2 separate regions of the Arachis hypogaea genome follow, and region 1 is linked to region 2. A link is a contact called in public Hi-C data. All regions are on one chromosome and are shown on one strand. Each heading gives the region's core, a stretch centred on a gene start, on an enhancer-like site or on the middle of the called end of the contact. The rest is flanking DNA. Distances are from core to core; before and after follow the strand shown. Region 1 holds the start of LOC112734058 (sucrose transport protein SUC3). Region 2 has its middle 9.3 kb from the start of LOC112734056.

Evidence for each region. A called contact is a pair of places that touch in the nucleus more often than the background predicts.
Region 1: a Hi-C map of an unstated tissue shows a contact between it and region 2, with 2.6 times the contacts expected there. The contact joins the promoter of LOC112734058 here to the enhancer-like site in region 2. A contact is called at or near these places in 2 of 8 Hi-C or Micro-C datasets (leaf and an unstated tissue).

What each region holds. Positions count from the first base shown.
Region 1 is chr3:134,752,833-134,758,402 of arahy.Tifrunner.gnm2.J5K5, forward strand. LOC112734058 (sucrose transport protein SUC3) reads right to left here and starts at 1,900. Exons shown (of 14, transcript XM_025783242.2): 1 at 1,233-1,900; 2 at 253-318; 3 at 1-3. The coding sequence starts at 1,505. It overlaps LOC112734059 (binding partner of ACD11 1), which reads right to left. Exons shown (of 5, transcript XM_025783245.3): 2 at 4,936-5,060; 3 at 4,381-4,456; 4 at 4,158-4,268; 5 at 3,412-4,067. The coding sequence starts at 5,048. The coding sequence ends at 3,639.
Region 2 is chr3:134,716,591-134,721,678 of arahy.Tifrunner.gnm2.J5K5, forward strand. No RefSeq gene overlaps it. Among protein-coding and RNA genes, the nearest start is that of LOC112734056, 9.3 kb to the right of the region's middle. Within about 2 kb of position 3,616, at least 3 of the 3 cell types and tissues checked have open chromatin away from gene starts, as enhancers often do.

The DNA of each region.
Region 1 (5,570 bases), core at 650-3,149, 35 kb after region 2:
AACCTGTGATAAAAGGTGACACAAATTTGTTATTTGCATGATTAAATCAATCCAGTAACAAATCATAGATTTGTCCAGACCAACACCCATATTCCATAGATGGATATATGTTATAAAGTTAATAAACATTCAGTGAAAAGGCATAGACGCTTGAATATAATTTAATGGAGCAAAAGAAAAAAACAGGCATGAGAAGAATTTTAAAGACAATTAATATAAAAATTAAAAATAAAGCAAGACTATATCACCTACCACAAGGCCAGTAATGGGGCCACAGAGCCAGATAAATGAAGAAAATGCATGTCCTATACCCAACGTCTGCACCAAAAATGAGTATACAGTTAATTGGAAAGCTGAATATAATGCTATAAAGACACACATTAAACATTGACAGCAAATTAGTTAATACCAAAAGCATATATTAAAAAAAAAGATAATCATCCAAAACAAGTCAAGCAGAAAACCATGCAAGCAGATACACCTCTTATGCAACTAAAATAACTAAATAATAGAAATACTCCTCTGAGGCCAATTGCAATTGATCCGCTTACAGCTCAAAAGAATCTGCGTGTGACAACTTTGAAATACCACTTCAGTGGCGATTGGTGAATGCTAAACTGTCGAACAAAGTTTCCGCAGACAAGGCCCCCCCAAAAGGAAAAGAGTATCACAATAACGGGTGCGTATTTAATAAATCCCCAGAACTTAAATCAGACTAGCACATAACATAGGTACACGGTAGAGCTAACAGCATTATACTTTAGCCTACTATGCAAATTACAGAATGCAGGTACAATAATAAAAGATAGTGCAACGAAGCTTTCCCGTACTGACTATTAAGCCTATATAGAAATCTATTTATTGACCCGTACAAATCAACTAGCTTCATCTACTGTTTAAAATCACAATCTCGCAGCCATTATCCGCTCTCAACAAAAACCAGTAACCCTCAATCACCTACCGTAGCAACTAGATTCTAGCAACAGCAAACAAAACCCATAATTTCAATTCCCGTACTCTTTTCAAAGTCAGCATTCACTCCAAAAAGCAAAACCTCCCGAGGTTTAGCAACATGCCCCCATTCTCTAAACAATTGAAGGGAAAAAAAGAACTCAGAATCTAACTCACAAGGATCCGATCAAGCACATTCCACCCCCCCCCCCTCTTTTTTCTTTTGGATAGAAATCAAGCACAATATCAGAACATATTTAAAAAAAAAAGGTCAATTCAACCTGTATGTAAGGAGTGAGGAGAGAGAGCTGCAAGGCCCAACCGAATTGAACGCCGGCGGCGACGGTGCAACTGAGTACCAGATTGACCAAGCTGGCGTTCTTGGGCGGAGTAGGAGGGATCGGAGATCCATCATGAGAGTGAGAGTTTTGCGCGATCCGGCGGCGATGGTTGACGTCCTCGACGCCGACCAGCTCCACCTCATGCGCGGCGGAATCCTCCCTCAAATTCCTGTACGGAACGCGGATCGACACCGCGTCAGACTTCCCCGCCATGACCGGCAACGCGATTCAGTAGCTACCAATCGCAATGCGCACGATCTGTTTGTCACAATGCTCGTGTACATTCACTTCGATCCAATTGCGAAAGAAAAACGAGAAAAAGGATAGAATTCTATTCCAGGGTTTATCGTTGAAATTGGATTTTTTTATCTGAAAGATAGAATGAGAGAGTCAAATTTGGGAATTAGGCGGGCGAAGGAGGAAAGGCGTTGAAGAATAGGTGCAAGGTTGGAGGCTACCATACTCTCGGTGCAAGCGAGATCTGCTACGTTGCATCAGTGTGAAGAATTCTACATCGGCGTCTGATTCACTGCCACGTGGCACAATTGCTAATGCTTTGGTATTCACTGCTTCCTAAGGGAAACAATGACCCGTAGAATTTTCTACTTAGAATTTTCACTTTTATATAAGAGAGAATATAATAAAACAGCAAAGCTAAGCGCCAAATTTGTGCTAGATTTGTGGGTTATATGTAAATATTTATATATTATATACAAAAATTTTATATTATATCAATAAATTTGTATTATATACAAAACTTTTTATATTATACTTTAAAAATTTTGTTATATTAATAAATTATTATGTTTTTGGCAAAAATTTATATGCGGCAAAATACACGAAAAAAGAAAAATGTTGACATATGCGTGTGTTTTTTCTGCTAAATTTATACTAATTTGATTAAATTTAATTATAAAAATATTTGTATATGTAGCATCATCCATAATAAAAATAAAAGTTCAATAAATATGCACTTTTTGTAAAAGAGAGAAATAAATTCCGAGGCATGAGATTCAGAATCAAGAACTGTCGGTGCGTGATTGAATAACTTATAGCTTAAGGAAGTGCTCATCAAGTTGCAGTAAAAAAAGAATTAGCAGCAATTTTAGCTAACTTAAAAATATATTTGATTATATATATATACTTAAAAATATATTTGATTATTTTAATATATATATATATATATATATATATATATATATTAAAGCTAATTTTTTATATCCACTAATAGTTTTTGTTGAACAAAAGCAGGTTAATTGAATGATAATAGTGGGTATACCCAAAGAAGAGGGGGGGGGGGGGGGGGAGTTAATGAAACAGTATCTTAATCACATGTGTAATTTTATGAAATTAGTCAAATAATTTGCTCTTATTTGGTAAGAGAGTGCTAATGCTGGGTAATCAATTCAGTCTAACTTTCTTTTGGTACAATGGAATCAAAACTAAAAGTGGGAAATGGGAAAGTATTGGGTTTGGCAGGAAAAGGTTTTAATTTTTTTTTCCTCTTTTTATTAATTCTTTAAATTCCTTATTTTAAAGTCTTTAATCAATGTCATAGCAAAAATCCTTACTCAATGAATACTCGCCACTCGGTTTTAAAAACTAAACAATTTTTTATCAACAACCATTTTTTGTTTTTTATTCTATATTACCGACTTGGGTTACATAATTTTAGTGCCGTGGAACCAAATTCAACATCTGTGGTCTCCCTTACACTGGAACTTTTCTACCCAAAGGGTATGAGGTCATTGAAATTTGGAATATGAATCTGATGTTTGATTTAATTAGGACCATTGGATCTACAGATCTGAACATTCCAGATCGTAGGGTTGAATAGTTGAATTTAAGTGTCACTCTAACTTGCATTCAAGGTGTCCCAATTTCTGCTTTTATAATATTTAAAGTAAATAACAATCAAAGGGGAAGCTTGACTATTAGAAACAACAAAAAAATATATGAATAAATAAAACAAGGCCACGTAAGGAGCACTGATGTGGGTGCATACGCTGTTTGACTCGGCTCAATTCTATTGCATCACCCCTTGGTGCATAGTTTGTTAAGGAGAAAAAAATGATTATGCAGCTAAATTTACCTTACTAATCACATCAAGACAGTTAAATTACACATGAAATTGTAGTCTTGTAATAGATCATAATACTAATACACATAAAGCAGTAAGTTCAGCTGTTCATATGTATATACAAAATATGAAGCATGCATAGCTATACTAATAACAATACTATAATAACAAGCTATATTCAGAACAGGGAAAAAAGATAAACAAGAAAAGAGAGTTGAATTATGGTTATGGACTTATGGTTATGGCTATCAACTTACGGCAATGGCTCAATTTTTAGCTCCACGGTTACCTAAATCGGAAGCAACCTGCGCTGCCCGGGTTAAAGCACCGGAAACCCAGAAGGCACCTTTAGAGAAATAGCTACTATTAACTACAGTGTTCGCAGCTGCAGCCACAGATCGTCCCGTGGCAAATGCAGCTGACTTGGCTGTTTCTGATACATGATACCTTTGATCGGCGGATCTAACGGCCTCATAGCTAGCTGATAACTTGTCAGTGAGGCCAATTCTCTGGCTCAGCTCGGCTACCTTTGCTGTTGCCGTGGCTGAAACCCCGTGGGACTCGTCGAATTCCTTAGCCTTGGCTAATGCGTCTTTGCTGAGGACATACCCTTTTGCTATCATGGTCTTGACGACTTCTTGAGTCACTGTAACTACTTCTCCGGCAGAGGAAACAAATTGGTGGCTTTGTAGCGTCTGAAAGAGGACATGCTAGACCATGAACATTCAATAGAAAACTACAACCATTGGTGGTTGAAAACAAATGAAAGAAATACATCTACATACAGTTGATGAATCGTCGTCATGGTTATAGGATGGCCGGTTCCAATGATCGAACTCATCTTCATACTGCCCCCAGCGAGTAATGCATACACTTTGGTCTAAAATCGTGGCTCCCTAACACATCAAATTATGTAGAAAGGTATACACAACACATCAATCATATAACTTATCAGTGACCAGCTTAAGAATTACATCGGTCCTGAACATGAGTTTGATGAATACTCACACTTAGCAAGCAAGCAGTTTCTAGGGAATAAGCATCTTTGAATGTCACATATGCAGTGCAAGCATAATCACCAGACCTGTATTCAACAATATTATAAGCAAGTTTTATAGCATATTTTTAACACACTAGGTCCAACTCATCTGCAAGAATTAGCAACAGGGGAAATAGTAATCATCTCTGTCATGACTAATTAAAACACAGTACCAGTGGAAATTTGAAAATCGTATCCAAAATGAACATTTTTTGGAGTCTGATCTGTAGCATTTTACAACAATAACAACAAAGTATTGTTACTCTAGGTGGGATCGGGTGCATCAATCAAACAACACCATTGTACTGTGTCAAGAATCATGTCTGAATTTGATTCATGTATTGAGAAAAAGCAAAGCAATCAAGTTGAAATATACCCGAAGCAAAGCAACAAAAAGAAAGAAATTAAGTTTCACTTTAAAAACTATGGACAATAGAAAGAAGGGAACATCAAGAATCAACCCATAGTCCATACAAGATACAGCATGCTACAAACCTGATAAAGTGATAAAGATCAAGTATTACCTGACAATTTCGACATACTCAATTGCACCAGAGAATGCGAAAAAGTCGTACACATCCTTCTCAGTGGCTTTTGGCGATAGACTGGTAACTTCTACGGTATATCCACTAGACATGTTTCTGTTTTGCTACTTGTTTAGTATGAACACAACGGAGGAACAGAAATGGTAAAATCAAGTCAAAAAGGTAAGGATCATAAAACATAGGCCTAAAAGCTACGGTGAACAAACAAGAATTGTAAGTCAAGTTGTTCTTATTAAAGAGAGTAAAGATTGAAGAAATACAGAAGTATAAGAGAAATGGATGGTGGAAATGGTTTAATCTTGCTAATTGAAGGAATCTAAATATACTAGGCCATAAGATAATATGAACTATATTGATATAATATGATCATATTGTAGTGTACTAGTGTGTTACAACTTACAAGAAGCAAAAAACTAATACTGTTTATAGTGATCTTAAAACACTCATCCTAATGAACAAATAGAGAATAAGTTTTGATACCATATTAGGATTGAATGTAGTCACCAAAAAAATATTAGGATAATGTACTTAGTTCACTCCCAAAAGTTAGCTCATGAAATGGAGGATGCCCAAACTCTTACAATGGCTTTCCAGGGCTTATCTCTAGGCGATGT
Region 2 (5,088 bases), core at 2,366-4,865:
GTAAACTGACTAATTCTTTTAGAAGATTTTTTTTATTTTTTACGGTATTTTTTTATCTTTTAATCTGTTATGAATCAGAATTTCATTTAAAATTTTTTTTTTTGGTATTTCATCATGGCCTAAGTCCCAAAAAAAAACGGGTTACATGTTTAAACCCAATCTTACAATACTAGCTCTCTTACAATCTTCTTCTAATAACAATTTGAGGTCAAGAGGAGGATTATCTATAAAATGTACTCCAGCAATATATTTAACTCCATTCTTTGCCATCCAATCTGAACAGGTGTTGGCTTCTCTATTTATATGGTAAAAAGTCAATTCCCAAGACCTTTCCTTTAGATTAGCAATTCTATTCACTAGGGTATTAAAATTTCTGCAACTTTGGGAGGCTTTGCTAATACATTCATACGCTTCTAGGGAGTCTGTCTCTACCATCATTCTTCACATACCCATATCCCAGGCAATTTAAAGACCATGATAAATACCCCATAGCTCCGCTTGAGTTGCTTGGCAACTTCCAATATTAACGACAAATCCACCAATCCACTTACCATGATGAGTTCTTAGAAGTCCTCCAAACCCTGCAGCTTTTTCATTTTTTTGCATTGAGCCATCCGAATTGAGCTTCGCCCATCCTTGAGGTGGAAGTTTTCAATTTAAAATTTTAATGTTAGCAAATAAATTTTTGTATGCATATATCTATATGATCCATTTCACATGTTCATTACCTAGCCCGTGGATTATTTTTGAAAATTTGTAGGGACAGTCTGAATTAAAAAAAAAAAAAACAACAACAACACAAGTTAGTACATATGAACAAAGGTCTATGTCCTTTAATTATTTTTCCTGGGTTCGATTTTTTTTGGAGGATAAAAATAAAACTTACTTACTTTGAAGGGTCGTTTACTTTATGTTTCTATAATATTTGAGGAATTAGTCATCAAGCTTTTGGCGTGTTTGCTTGATATTTTACTACAAACAAAAATATATATTTTTTATTTTTAAATTTTTTCAAAAATTTTAGATAATTTTTAGTTTTCTTTTATTTTAATTTTGTCTTAGAAATTTTTTAGTTCTGTCAAATTTATTCTAACGGTTAATTTTGAAAAAAAAAATTATAACTAATTCAGTAATAATTTCATAAGAATAATATTCAATACAAGCAAATCAAACATAGTTATTATGTATTATTGTTGAATTCGTCTTAATTTTTTTGAAAATTTAACTGTTAGGAATATATTTAATGCAAATAAAAAACTTCTTAAACAAAATTAAATCTTTTAATAAACTTCAAAGACAAAAAATATATTTTATCCTAAAAAAAACACGAAGGTTAAAAATGATAGTTATTTAGATTGCGGTTGTTTTGTGGAATTGATACTGAAACTGAAAATTGGGATTGAGTATTGTGTTTGATGATTAGAGACTCAAATTAAAATTTTAATTTTGAGACACAAAATTTAATCTCTTTAATACCTCAAACACAATATAAAAACTTAATTTAATCTCTATTTCTCTGTTTTTATCTCTTATTCTTGCTCTCTTAATCTCAATATTACTTTCTAATGCAATATTAGATTATTTAAATATCGTGTCGAGGTTCGACTGTAGATTTTATGATCAGGCTTCTACTCACTAAAAGATAAACTTTGATTGGGTTAAAAATTAGTAGCCAACAAATCAAGTTGGGTTGGTCTAGTGGTTAGCTCACTAGTCTGCTTAAGTAAGTGTCAGGGGTTTAAATTCTTTTTTATGCATGCAGCAATCTATTCACCAACGACAAACTCTTAAATAGAGTTCAGTACCATGTTAAATTAGCCCTTTACCTATCAAATTAGGAGATACCGTAGAAAAAAAAATTAGTAGCCAACAATTCTAAGTTTGTATATGTATTCGTAATTTATTTAATTTTCTTTTTCATTCTACAATTCATATTTTTCCTAAGTTTGTATATCAACCCAAATGCACCTTCTAACAAGGCATATATTTATGTCAGTAGTACAAGTCTTGTAGTGCAGCAGTGCCAAATGTTTTAATAAATAAAAAAATAATTGGTTAAAAAATAGTTTTTTTTTTTAAGTATTTATTTATTTTAGTCTTTAAAATTTTTTAATCAAACACTTTAGTTCCAACTAAAATTAATTACTCAATTGGTCGTTAACAATTAATTTTGTCAATCATTTAGGTCTTTTGTTCCGTCAATTTTAACGAAGGATAAAATAGTTACTGGCAACTCTAACATGGGATAAAATGACCCCTGACCCCCTCTGTTCAGAAACAACATTGTTCTCCCCTAATTTTCATCGTATCTCGCATAACCTTAACAGTCTAACACTGCAACTTCAAGCTATATGTGCACACTCTGCAACTTCAATATTCACAAGACGAAAAATCATCAATTTGTTCTCAACCAATTCATACTCAAGAAACTATTGACTATATATCTCAAGTACTTGTCGTCTTCGATGGATCCCATGAATCTAGACAGCAAGTCCGATTTGTTAAGACCCGTCGTTGTTATCGTCGCCATCTCCCTCCTCCTCTGTCCTATCATCTCCATGGCCGCATTGTCCACCACTCTGATCGCTTCCTTCATCTTCTTCTCCGAATCAATATTCCGTAATCACTTCAGTTTTCATATGAGCGATGACGGTGACATTGCTCGTTGTACTGATAGCTTGAATGTGAGGTCGAAACTGTCTGCCAGCTTGGACTTCGGGAGAGAAGGAATGAAACACTTAAGGTCTATTTCAAATGAGATTTTTTATATGATGTTGAAGGAGAATCTTCTCATGATGTCCTAATATCCAACAATCTATATTTATTGTCGGAGAGTGGAGAAAGGCGTGCCCTTAGGGTAGTTATAGAACTTGATCTTGAGGATGTGGTGGACGTTGTTGGAGTTGGAGGTGATGCTGCTATTGAGGACGTGGAGGTGGATGCTTCTGGTGGGCGAAATACAGAGGAGGTGGGTGTATCAGTCACAGAAATTTGAAAAGTGTGTGGTTCATGACATATTGAGATAGGTGCAACACGCGTGGCAGTTACACCATGGCTTCATTTTGGAGCTGAAGAGGAGGAAGGAGAAGATGGAGAAAAAGACTGTAAAGGTGAAAAAGAAGATTATGAATGTTAGGGTTATACGAGATATTATGGAAATTAAGAGAGAAGGTGTCGTTTCCAAACAAAGGGAGTCAGGGATCATTTTATCTTCGGTTAGAGTTGATAGAACAAAGGACTTAAATAACTGACGGAGTTAAATTTTTTTTTTTTGGTAAGCTGGAGGCCAAAGGTCCAAGTTATCTAACATTTACTGTTTGAGGTAAGCAAACTCCACGACTATCTTCATCTAAAATAAACTTAAGCCTACTTGGAGGCTGGTCCAAAAACGTAAACACTGCCTTCCAATCTCTTCCTTCCTTACTTGGTGTCAGTGGATTTAAAGTATGCCATAATTTAGTAATTTGGTTGCTTTTGTGTTCTCGTTGAGACACTGAAAATTGTTTTTTGGTCATGTTGAGACACTGAAAATAAACCATACAAAACCTTTAGTTGGGCCAACTGCGAGGGCTGAAAGGCTAAATGGGCCACCCTCCATGATGAATATCACAGCCCACACTGCAAACTGTACGTTTTTTTTTTATTTTATAGTTGCTTTGGTTTTTGATACCTTTTATAATCACCAGCGACCTACTGACCAAAAGCAAAAAAAGCACCAGCGACCTTTTTCTGACCAAAACTGAAGAAAGAAAGAAAAAGTGATCGTTTTCTTCTTCTTTTGATTATGATGTTTTTGACCGAATGTGTCCTCATAATAAAATGTGGTTCGTATAATTAAGTTGAAGGATCGGATAAATGACTAGTTTAACATTTAAAAAAATTATAATTTAGAAAAAAAATTGTCTATAAACGAAAAGAAAGGTTTTTCGCCATTTTTTTGTGAAATGACCACATTCATTATTTTCCCTTTAATATCTTTTTAAGTATTAGATAAAAAAAAGCACTATTCATATACCAAACATTCTTAATATCTATAAAAATATGATTGTTACTAATTAATTATATATTTAAATTAATAAAATAAAAAGAACACATATTTGATTGTTAAACAAAATACTAGTATCAAAATTATGTTTATTACAAAGGATATAAACATAGCGGGAACAGAAAAAAAAAAGTAATGAAAGTATGAAACATATCAATCTTTGAAAGATTTAAAAGAATTTACCTTCGTATTTTTTTTCATATTTCTAACCACTAAATATCACTTGCATAATCAATTTGGATTAGTCAAGTGATTAGTTCACTTATCGGTTTAAATAAATGTCAGAAATTTAAATTTCGTCTTGTGTATACAGTAATTCATTGGCCGATGACAAACTCTTAAATAAAACTCAAATTTGCAATAAATTAGTCATGGACTTGCCAATCCAAAAAATACTTTGAACAACAAAAAAATATCACTTGGGTTACGTTTACCAGGAGTCAAACCCCGGTCTATTGCTGGAAGGATTAAATGGTATTAAATACATTTCTATTAAAAGAAGAAAATGATAAATAAACAATCTTTCCAAATAAAAGGTTGAAATACAATTATTTTCAACATATATCCCATCTTATAAAATATAACATTTCTCTATTATTCCAGAATCTGAACAGTAACAATCCAGTTTGGTTATACTTATATCCATAATAATTAATATAAATCGTAATGCATAGTTGGCCACATGACCTAACCTTGTATATATATTTTGTTCAAAATTTACACCTCATACATATGTGGATAAGCTTGTCATCAAAGAGTTCCTTCATAAGAAAATCTAGCATAATTTTTTAAAGTGGCCTTTGACAGAATAACTCTAAGCAAGATTTTATCTAAACTTAATTGTATGAATCAAAATTATTGATTGCAGATTGACATTTGAAGAGTCACATATAATCCCCAAACATGAGGGAATGCGCAATAGATGGCTCTCACAATAATAATCCGAACCACTTTATCAGACATTTTCACTTAGGAATCATCAAGCACGTGGCCACTAAATCGATCTTTAGATGAGTTATTTAATTATTATTATGTCCCCAGAC